2 separate regions of the Rattus norvegicus genome follow, and region 1 is linked to region 2. A link is a contact called in public Hi-C data. All regions are on one chromosome and are shown on one strand. The core of a region is the stretch at or near the end of the contact, and the rest is flanking DNA. Distances in the headings are between cores, read along the strand shown. Region 1 overlaps Klhdc10 (kelch domain containing 10). Region 2 holds the start of Klhdc10 (kelch domain containing 10).

Region 1 (5,578 bases), core at 948-3,447, 42 kb before region 2:
CCCAAACCACTGACTGCAGTGTGCTGTCCATGCATCCAGACCACTGACTGCAGTGTGCTGCCCTCCGACCCAGAGCACTGACTGCAGTGTGCTGCCCTCCGACCCAGAGCACTGACTGCAGTGTGCTGTCCATGCATCCAGACCACCTGAGCAGCTCACGCATGTTTACTTTAATGATCTTATTAAGATCACACATATCCAACTGTAAGATTTTGCAAAAGAAATGGCTTACTTCACACTGTATGGATTATCTCACACGGCTCACTGCTAGATATATGATAAACAGCCAAGATGCACTAAATAAAATAACGTGCATAGCAATGTCAAGTTTACGAACTACAGAATACCACTGTTGTTCAAGACAGCTCGAATACACAGCACACCAGAGGAAAATGACCATTTTTGTCTTAGAAAAGACCCCACAGGACTAGAATAGGGGATTAAGGGATCATTCTCTGTCAGAGGAGTGATCTTTATACATTTTAAATTGTAGTTTCTGCCAGTTTAATCCTCTACCCGATAAAAAGAAACACCAATATCCTGCCGGCAGTTTTGGTATTTGCTCTTTATCTTTTCTGTTTGTTGCATTGTGTACAATCCTCCCTGTCTTCTTCCCTCCCTCCCTCTTTCCCTCTGCCTCTCTCATTTCCGTAGCTCTCCAACTTCCCATCGTCTTTTAACTCATACAGTGCAGTAGTTAACAGTCTATATATACTACAGCGCCGCCAAGAGTTGGATTTAATTCTAGTGGGACTTTTGGAGAAAACTAGTTAACCTCCCTAACGAATTGTAAATATTATTTTCTTCTCTCTTTCATTGTTACTTTCCTCTCTCTCCTGTCTCCCTCTCTGTGCTAAGTCTGCATCCAGAGCTTGGTGCACTCCACCATTAAGCAATGATCCAACCTCCACTTTTAGAAATGATAAACAGAAACAGAAGTAACAAATGTTTGTTTTTTAATTCCTCTGTTTATTTGTTTTCAGGAGATATAAGGCTAGTCTCAAATTCATTGCAATCCTTCTGTCTCAGCCTTCCAAGTGCTGGGATTATAGGTATGCACACCATATTGGCAAAAAGAGTTTAAATAGCTTAATGAGGGTTTCCTAAAAAGAGCTGGGATTCAATCCCAAGCAGCCTGGCTTCAGAGCATGAACCCTTAGCCATTTATTCTCAGAGTCCCTCTGAAACCTTGGGTTCCATCACTGTAGAAACTTATATCACAATGATGCTGTAAGGAAGTGAAGTCCTTCATTTAATAGCTATTAATTACTATAGCTGCAACTCCAGTTTTTCATTTGACTACATTTTTCCTAGGATATATGTAATACTTTATACTGAACCCCGAGATATCGTTAACCTCCCTTTACAGGTAAATAGTTAAAAACTCATCTGGCAATCCAATATTACAGTTAGATTCAAACCTGGAACTCAGAGATTCAGAGTCATTACACTATATTATCAGCACAGTGAAATACCTACTCAGTGACAACACTTACCATGTTACAATAGTGTACATTATTAAGAAGGGACAAGTGACACTGAACCTGCCACTTCAGATAGTTCACAAAGTCAAAAGTTCAAAACTGCTGGCACTTACGTGACATAGATGCCAATTCCCGGGGCATGTAGCCATCTGTGCCCATCTGGTGCCACACGCCTGTTGCAAAATGATACCTCCAAAGCTCCCTGAAGAGAGGATAGTCTTCGTTATCTGGCCCTCCCGATTCATCATAGTCTGGGTTATACCCTCCAAACACATAGAGATTGGTGTTATCTGCCACACAACGGTGTCCACTGCGGGCTGGGGGAGGTCTGTGGCCTAAAGAAGAAGAGGATGGTTTTCCAAAAGTGGCCCACAGTTGAAGAACATAAACAAAATTAGTAACAATCATTTGAACTTCAAAAGGGAGTCAGGGAGGGATTCCTAACACACGTGTCTGTCACTCACCTAGGTACTTTATGCATTACACAGACTACTCAAGATTTTTAGGGAGTTAGTCTCCACTTTTAGTCATATGATTTTCAAATTTCGAAGAGTAAAAGATTCTTCCCAGGAGAGGTGACACAGCATGATAAACTCAAGGAAATGACTGACGATGTGGAATTCAGAGAAGAAAGAGAGGCCTAGAATTTCAGAGGCTAAGAGGTCAAATTTCTTACTCTTTAGGTGAGAACACAGGCAAGCTAGGTTAAACTGTGACTATTGGAGAAAGCAATCACAAACATGAATGAGTCATGTCTAAGTAAACACATACATGTAAGTATACACTTAAAAAGAAAACTGGCTGTCATGTGCTCAGAGCAAAATTAATTCTTTGAATACCATTCCAAAACTTTTCAAAGAAGATCCTGCATTTATCCCAAAGAACATCTTATATTCTGTTTAAAGTTATCACTAAGAAAAGCTATTTATGAAAAAAAGGTTTAAACTCAAAATGGTCAAAAATAAAAAACTGTAGGTAAGACCTGTCTTCTGAAATACTCCATGATATTGGTAAAGACAATATTTTCTGGATAGGACCCCAGGACTCTTCCCCACACCCCCTCCCCAAAAAAGGGCAAAGTTTGGTGAACAGGAAGGAAGCAAATTATAGATTTTAAATATTTTTCCCTATGAGAGCTGGAATCAAACCTGTCTTGTGCATGGTTGGCAAGCATTCTGTCCTGAGCTACAGCCATAGACTCTTTCTCAAGTTTCAACTACACCAAACAGCCAGGCCTGTGACACAAGCCTGTAATCAAAATTACTCAGGAAGCTGAGGTAGGAGAACCATAATTTCAGTGCCTGACTGAGCTCAGAGCATAAGTTCAAAAACAGCCTAGGCAATTTGAGGACATAGCTCAAGTCAGTAGAGTTGCCAAGCATGTTTAAGGCCCTTGGTTAAATACCTAGTATACAGTAAGTAAATGACTAAATTATATACATTAATTCATTTAAATAATTTTGAGGTCCTTTTAAAGGAAAAAATCCACTACTTTATATTTCTATTATCCTTACAACCTCTTATACCAGTCTACATAAGCCCTTGAACAGTTACAGAACCAAACAGCTAAAATGCCATATGGACTAAGATGACTCTACACTCGTTACTACCCTAGAGATATCTGTTTTCATGTGCTACTGACAACAATATAATGTTCACTAGTACTTAGGGACACTGTTAGACGCCTAATAAATATGTTTTAAATTAGCATTTATTACCAAACTTGTGTGTCTTTTCAATCAAAAGCCCACTTTATAGGGTAAATTTGGAACAAGAGTTAAAATGCTATGTACAGAACTAAAATAACTGAAAAACAAAGCAACAATGTATCTTTTAGTCATTCTGGCCCCTGTCAGGCCTGTGTACAAATCACTACAGCTCTTTAAGGCCTGAATGAAGCAGCTCAGAGCCTTCTGATGCTAACTCCTTCCTTCACTTACTCACTAGGGCTGCCAGCCTCACTGCCCAGCTGCTCTTAAATGTTCACTGGCTTACAGGTCTCTTTCCAGGTGGAGAAGAGCTATTTGAGAAATAAATGTAGGTGCACCCACTTTTCTGTAACCTAGCCTATGGCTCACAGAGAACACTGAACAAGGTTGACAATGGAACTGGTTTGTAACTGATTCTTCTCCATTCATTTCATGTTTTTCTATTGCAAACAGAGTAAAAGTTCCTCAAAGGCAAACAGCGTGTATAATTATCCTGCATCACCCATATCAGCTGACACAGCTGGAAAAATACAACATGTTTAAAAGTTTCCCTGAGTTTAACTTCAGGCCAGAGTAAACAGTGGCAAAGATGATCAAAACAATGCCCAGCTCTGTGGACTCTGACGTAGTTATTTCCAAGATAGATGGCGTGGAGCTCACAGCAGAACAGGTGCTTAGCACGTGTGAGGCCTGGCTTCAGTCTCCAGCCCAGAGGAAGAAAAGGGGGAGAGGGCGAGTGTGATCTAGGGGACAGGGGCTAGACTGTGCAATGATCTTTGCAAGTTACAATGCATCTAGGAATCAGCAAGGCAAACTTAAATCAGTTGCTATGCTCACTAGTCAGGAACTATGATGCTCTCTCTCTCTCTCTCTCTCTCTCTTTTTTTTTTTGTTTGTTTGTTTCCAGGAGCATTAGATGATTCTTAGGATTTTTACATTTTCGGAAAACATGAGAAGAAATACAGTAGCATCCTAGGACTTTCAATGGACACAGAGCAAAGAACATGTTCCAAGTTTACCACCATCTTTATGATGAACATAACTCACGCGGCTCAAACACTTCGGCAAAACGAAAAGATGATTTGACATAAAATGTATCCATTCACTCATTCTAAGCTCAAACATTACTGGACAACAATTGTGAACTGTTATTGTGACAGCTTCGGGGCCAGTGACATTGTCTCTGGGGCTTACAGCCGAGCTCTGCCCTGCATGATGCAGTAATTCCTGGCTACACTTGAATGTGGCTGGGCCCAACTGGAATTTATGTTCAAAGATTTAGCACCCCTAAAAGAATGTAAAATTACCAGTTCTATGTTAATGATATAACAAAATGACATGGATTAAATAAAATATTAGCATTACGCCTTGTTTTTCATGAGGCTGCTACAAAAGTGTGTAGCTCGTTTCTCCCTGGCACTGCCAGGTGACTCTAACTGCAACCTTCTGCTGTTCTCACAATCTAGTCTAATTAAACAGCTGGGTGCGAGCATCTGCCCAGTACCTGATAAACAAATGCTGAGCATTCTGTCAAGGAGCCTTCAGAGCTGCACCAGGTTACTCACTCCCCTCTCCACAGATCTCCTTCCTACAGTCCCAGCCTAAGAGCAACTCCACATACCAGAAACCCACTTCTCTTTTTAAAAATCACAGGAATTTATCAGGGCAAGAAGCAAGCATTGATTTTCATCATGTGGCATATAGCACAGGCTCCTCGACCTTGACAAAATGAAATTTGGTTTTAGTCTCTGAATCCTCCACCAAGTTTTCTGCTAATGAAATCATCCACAGGCTTGGGTTGCCTGCTTCCAAAACTCACTAGAAAACGGAGTAGGGTTTCAGAGTGAGCTCAACAGTAAAGATTCACAGAGCCAAGCCCAAAGACCAGCATCCAACTCCTGAAATTACATCACACATACATATGTAAACACACACACACACACACACACACACACACACACACACACACACAATGTAAAAACATAGAAGTGAGAAATAAAAAATGAACCTATGTGCTGGGGTGATCTGAACATCCAAAAGAGACAAGGCTGTGGGACCTGAACACCTGAGCCATTTCCTTTCCTGAGGCAAGCATCTGTTCTAACTCAGGGGTAAATGGGAGCTATGGTCACTAGGGAAGTGGGTCTGAATTTGTAGCAGAAACAAGCTAGCTCTCTGAGATTATACTACAGATGATTAGGCCATTTCCAATGTTCTCATTATTACAAATAATATTGGAATAAAGTTTCTTCTACATATGCATATGAAAACATATGAATATACCTAGAGATTGAATTCTTGGGTCAAAGAAACAAGCATTTCAAATATTTACAGATAAAACTATTGTAGAGCTATACTGTTTCTCCAACAGCTGAACTGGACCAA
Region 2 (5,706 bases), core at 1,087-3,586:
TTTGTTTCAAAGGGACTGGACACAAGACAGAAATGCAAAAAAGAAAAAGGTTCTTTAAGTATGGTAAAGAACGGTGAATTGGAAAATAGGAATAGAAGTCAAAAGAGATGGAAAATTAATATACCAAACAAACAAAAACAAACCAAAAACAAAAAAAAAAGAAGAAGAAAAGATAGGCCTTCAGCGTCAGCCATAAAACAGACCTACACAGTCCTACTCCTCACTACCACTGAAAATATTTTGAATTATTTCAAAATAGACTAAAGAGCTATAATATGCAATACCTAGGAGAACAAAGGATTAGCATAAAAGAATTTATTATTTATATCAAAGTGTATTATTGAGATATCAGAAATTTTCTAATTTTGAGAACGAAGGAAAGATGGAGACCGCCTGTGTGGGAAGAAGGAAGTAAATGCCAGCCTGGAAGAAAGGAAGCAGAACGAAGTCTAATGACTCCACTTCTCCAATTTTCACAGTTTAAGGACATTTTATCTTCACCTCTGGACAAATGGCTGCTCTTGTCCTCGGTGCTAAGGAAATGCAGAAATAGCGCCATACTTATTTGAAACCATGGCTTACCCTGCCCTCATGTGGTAGCAGAGAGGAACTACACCAATATGTTACAGGACCCTGAGAATGCCCACATGAAGTTCATGGTATAATTATTAATCCATGACCAAAGACTTAAAGATTGCAGGCAGAGAGAAAACTGGTAATAGTCCTTGCCAAGGGATTTATCTTCTAGGCTAGTAATGCACAAAAATCTAGGGTTTTGTTGTTAACTGGAGGTAACAAAAAAAGATGTCTCCCCTTTTCTTAAAGATCACATATTTAGCAATTCCAGAATACAGTCTGATACTGTTTTTTCAAATCCAATTCATGGTATATTTGATTATATACAAATGTCTCAATTTTTTAATGGCATGCACAAACGGGTTAATGAACATTTCTGGTACACATAAAAAACCATAACACAGATATCAGAAATTGTCTTTTTGAATAAATAAAATCCCCTTTGTTATCTTCAAATTAATCAACTGACTTTTTTACTACCTAGGAGAACATGTCACAATAGTAAACACAATTCAGAAAAAATTAGGTTCTCAAAACTATCTAGACAAATATATCACTGATACAATCAACTTAACATTAGTCACACATACAAAAAAAAACATGGCGAAGGTCTAATACATCATTCCTGACAATTCTCTTCACGGTAAAAAAAAAAAAGAAAAGAAAAGAAAAACACGATTGCCCAATATGATTGACATTCTGTGCAGGATTACCATCCTTTTAACAGACTGAAAATGTGTATGCTTTTCACAACTGTTTACACACATATAGATTTGACTTTGGGCTTTTTATTTTTTTAAGGCATGTGAACTCAAAGACCAAAACATGAAATATAGCAATAGGTATATTTTCCCAATTTTCAGTTTTGATACCGGGATAACATCATTTCATTTCTTTATATTCATAATCTTCATTTCCCCCTTTTAAAATCTAGACACTATTATCCATTCTGTCTCTGTACATCCCCAAATATTACTGATTCAACCGTTTCCCTTAATCTTCTTGGTTTTCTTTCCCATATACTCCCTAGCCAACACACACACACACACACACACACACACACACACACACACACACACACACTTTCACATGCTCATTCCATTTCAAAACACCCAACCAACTCTTACAGTTGGTTGGCTTTTTTTTTTTCTTTCAAACAAAATCACTCCTATATTGCTCTTGTTTCCTCTCCTTAATTTGGCACTCCTTTTGAAATAATTTTACACACCAAAACACCAATGTCTTTCTTTCACAACATCAATCTGCGGAAGGGGAAAAGATTAGGAACCGGGGAAGTGAAACATTTGGGAATGTCAAAGAGACAGCGACCTCTCCTTCGGGAGGAAAATACAACTCTCATCACCGAGCTGTCGACATAGTGAGACTTTTCTTCAGGCGTGCTCCGGTTCCCCTCCTGACCTCAACGCCACCTTCCTGGTGCTCTGCTTCCCTGTCCTCGGCTGTGTGTCCGAGGGGCAGCAGAGCCCGGCGGCCGCCACCTTCTCGCCGGCAGCGGCCCCACCACTCACCTGGCAGGTGCGGACGTCCGGAGAGCTGCACGAATCGGTTGAGCTGTCCGGTGCCCCGACCCCCGCCGGCCGCGCCGGCCCCGCTAACCCCGCTGGCCCCGCCGGCTGCGCCTCCTCCCCGCCGGCGGTTCCGGTCCCAGCCCTGGGCAGCCGACATGGCCCGCTAACGATTGCCGCAGCCCGGTCCCGGCAAGCCCCTGCCCCGATAGCGCGAGCCGAGCCTCCTTCCCGGGCTCCTCAAGAGACCCGGGAGACAGGGGCCGGGGGAGCGCCGAGCTCACCAGCAACCAATGGCTGGCCGCCTTGGTGACATAGAACCAATGGGCAGTCGTTTTCTTGGCAGGTGGAGGGAGGCGGGGAGAGACGTGGTAACCATAGCTATAGCTAAAAGAGGTGGGGGGGAGAAAGGCATAAACAGCCGCTCACTGAGCGCACCAATTCTCAGGAGCTAGCCCGCTTAGCTGGGAGGCTGGGTGCTCAGACCAGACAGTCGAAAGCCGAGTGAGGAGGCTACGCCTGAGGAGACTCCCAAGCAGGGCCGCTGCCCCGGCATGGTCGGTACTCCGGAACTCTGCCCATAAGCATTGTATTTAGAAGTATCATATGTACACAATGCATGTACTTGGTGTAGGTACATCTGTCTGCAGCTATGCCGACTGAGACCCGGTCTGCGGACTGTTGCCACACACAAAGGGCTCACGGGAGGTGGGGGCGGAGGGGCGGAGTCAGATGAAATCTAAAAAAACTCCCGGCTTTCATCATTTGTTTTGTTTCATAGTGGCACTGCCGGGACTCTTCGCCGTCGTAAGCCACGTCAAGAGCAAACCTGATTAGCAAATACCGAAAACTGTTCGATCTTAGAGTAATCATAGAAACACAAATGAAAATTCCAGTAAGAAACCTTTCAGGCTTCACATACATCAATGAAGATCTTTAAATATCACACAGCTTCTGTAAAAAAAAAAAGAAAGAAAGAAAGAAAAAGATACTCTCATAAATGACCAACGATCATGTAAATGTTTCTACTCACAAAAACAAAACAAAAAAAAACCTCAATTGTTTTACAATATACACAACGACAGAAAATGAAACGGACGATGTGATTTTAAAATGTAAAGATCAGAACTTCCTATCGTTTCAAAATTAAACAGAAAATTTGGCTTAGGACTCGGGGAGGCGCAGTGCACAGTGGGAAAATGCAGATACACATTGCTGTTTCCAAATAAGGAAAAAACATAATTTTCTCAAGGGGGACAAAACCTTTCAAGATTAGCTGACCCTCTTGATGTTTCACACATGAGAACCTCACACGTTGGATTTTTTTTTTTTTTTTTTTTTTTTTTTTAAGGATTGGGGTGGAGAAGGAGAGAATGCTGAGACCAGAAATACCCTTTGACCTCAGCAAATTTCTTGTCGCCAGGAGATTTTGGTTTTGTCCCCACACCCAGTTTCTGTAGGAAAATTAGTATTTTATCCTCTATGCATTATAATACAGTTTATTGAAATGTTTGACATCTGAAAAAAGAGGAAACCAGCGATGCTAGGGGTGTAGGTAGCTCAGATGCTTAAGTACTTGTCTAGCACCAAAGGTGCAGTCCCCTGCCACAGAATAAAACTCAGCATGGTGGCACATTCTTGTAACCCCAGAACTGGGGATGGATGGTGGCAGGAAGATCAGGCATTCAAGTCCAGCCTCACTCAGATACATTACAAGTTCAAAGCCAACCTTAGCTCCATAAAATCTTGTCTCAAAAAAAAAAAAAAAAAAAAACCAAAAAACAAAAGACAAAAAAACCCAAAGAAACACAGGACCAGAGGATATGTGCTGGTCTTCTAGAGGACCTGGGTTCAACTCCTAGTACTCACAGAATACTTCAAATAAATATCAGCTATGGTTGCCTGCACAAGACCGGGCTGATGAACATTCCAGCACAGATCTGTGTGGAGAGGGGGACCAGGAGGCTCTAATTCTAGCTGAGGAACTCTGGACAACAGATGGCTACTGGATGAGGGTCATTTTTCTTCAAGGGTGTGACTACCAGTAGTTGCTCGCGCTCCAGTGTATAAACCCACACCCACACACATGGAAGGAGCACCAAATGGACTCAGTGGTTATTTATTTTTTTTAATTAAGAGCTATGGTTCAGGGGCTGGGGATTTAGCTCAGTGGTAGAGCGCTTACCTAGGAAGCGCAAGGCCCTGGGTTCGGTCCCCAGCTCCAAAAAAAAAAAAAAAAAAGCTATGGTTCAGCAGTTAAGAATGCTTACTGTAAAGGACCCGGGCTTGATTTCCAGCATCCACACCAGACAGTTCACAACTACCTGCAGTTTACTTCTGTACACACAGAGGACACATAACTTCATACCCACAAAGATAAATAATAAACTTTAAAAACTTGCTGGACACGGTAGTAATTCCAGCCACTCAGAAGGTAGTGGCAAGTGGATCTCTGAGAATTGGAGCTAGTCTGGTCTACAAGTGTTCTAGGCCAGCCAGAGATATAAAGTGGGATACTGGCTCCAAAGGAAAGAATTGGGGGGGGGGTGTTAAGCTGGGAAGATGACTTGCCAGTTAAAAGCACTGGCTGCTCTTCCAGAAGAACTATAGTCCATTCATAGCACCCACAGTGGCCCACAATCATCTGTAACTCCAATTCCAGGAAATCCAACCCCCTTTCTGGTCTCTGTGGCCAGCAAACATGAACATAAGTGCACAGCCATACAGAAACACATGCCAATACTGACACATACATATACATAAAAGAAAAAAATGAGGGGGTGGGTGTCAAGACATGGTTGTTGTGTAGCCCTGGAACTTACTCTGTAGACCAGGATGGCCTTGAAATCAGAGATCCACCTGCCTCTCTACCTCCCAAGTGCTGGGACTAAAGGCATGCACCACCACTGCCCATCTAAAAAAGCAAATGTTTAATAAAGGAAATTAGCAAATATTTAATAAAGAAAATTATACAAAAAAATCCTATGACAGAGCTAGAAAAACAATCCAGTGGCTAAGAGTAATAGCTGGGAGTAGGGTGGTGTGGGGAACAGTGGACAAAGGTGATCAATCAGTGATTAATCAGTGATCAGTCAGGTTAGAAAGAGCTAAGAATTGATTCTGTTGTAACAAGATGATGGATCCTGAGAGTTAATCTTATTTTCTTTCTTTCTTTTTTTAGATTTATTTACTTTATTTATATAAGTAAACTGTAGCTGTCTTCAGACACCAGAAGAGGGCATCAAATCTATTACAGATGATTGTGAGCCATCATGTGGTTGCTGGAGGTTGAACTCAGGATCTCTGGAAGAACAGTCAGTGCTGTTAACCGCTGAGCCATCTCTCCAGCCCAAGAGTTAACTTTAAAGCTGCATGTGGTGGCTCATGCCTTTAGTCCCAGCACTCAGGAAGCAGAAGCAAGTGGATTTCTGTGAGTTCGAGGACAGCCTGGTCTACCAAACAAGTTAAACAAAAAGACGTAGATTTGATTACTTTTTCTCTTATTGAGAGGTTTTTAAGAATAGTTTTGAAAGGAACAATTCTCAATTCCATAGTGTAGACTATGAACTTTGGCTGATAATGGGGAGGGGGGCAACACTGGTTC

What was found. A called contact is a pair of places that touch in the nucleus more often than the background predicts.
Region 1: a contact with region 2 is called in a Hi-C map of liver, with 4 times the contacts expected there. The contact joins the enhancer-like site here to the promoter of Klhdc10 in region 2. A contact is called at or near these places in 7 of 12 Hi-C or Micro-C datasets (Schwann cells, frontal cortex, hepatocytes and 3 more).

Annotation. Positions count from the first base shown.
Region 1 is chr4:60,027,275-60,032,852 of GRCr8, reverse strand. Klhdc10 (kelch domain containing 10) reads right to left here. Exons shown (of 9, transcript NM_001017456.1): 2 at 1,598-1,819. Among named protein-coding and RNA genes, the nearest start is that of Klhdc10, 41 kb to the right of the region's middle. Within about 2 kb of position 2,197, at least 18 of the 93 cell types and tissues checked have an H3K27ac peak or open chromatin away from gene starts, as enhancers often do. A contact at or near this core is called in liver, where this site is marked.
Region 2 is chr4:59,985,401-59,991,106 of GRCr8, reverse strand. Klhdc10 (kelch domain containing 10) reads right to left here and starts at 2,336. Exons shown (of 9, transcript NM_001017456.1): 1 at 2,106-2,336. The coding sequence starts at 2,262.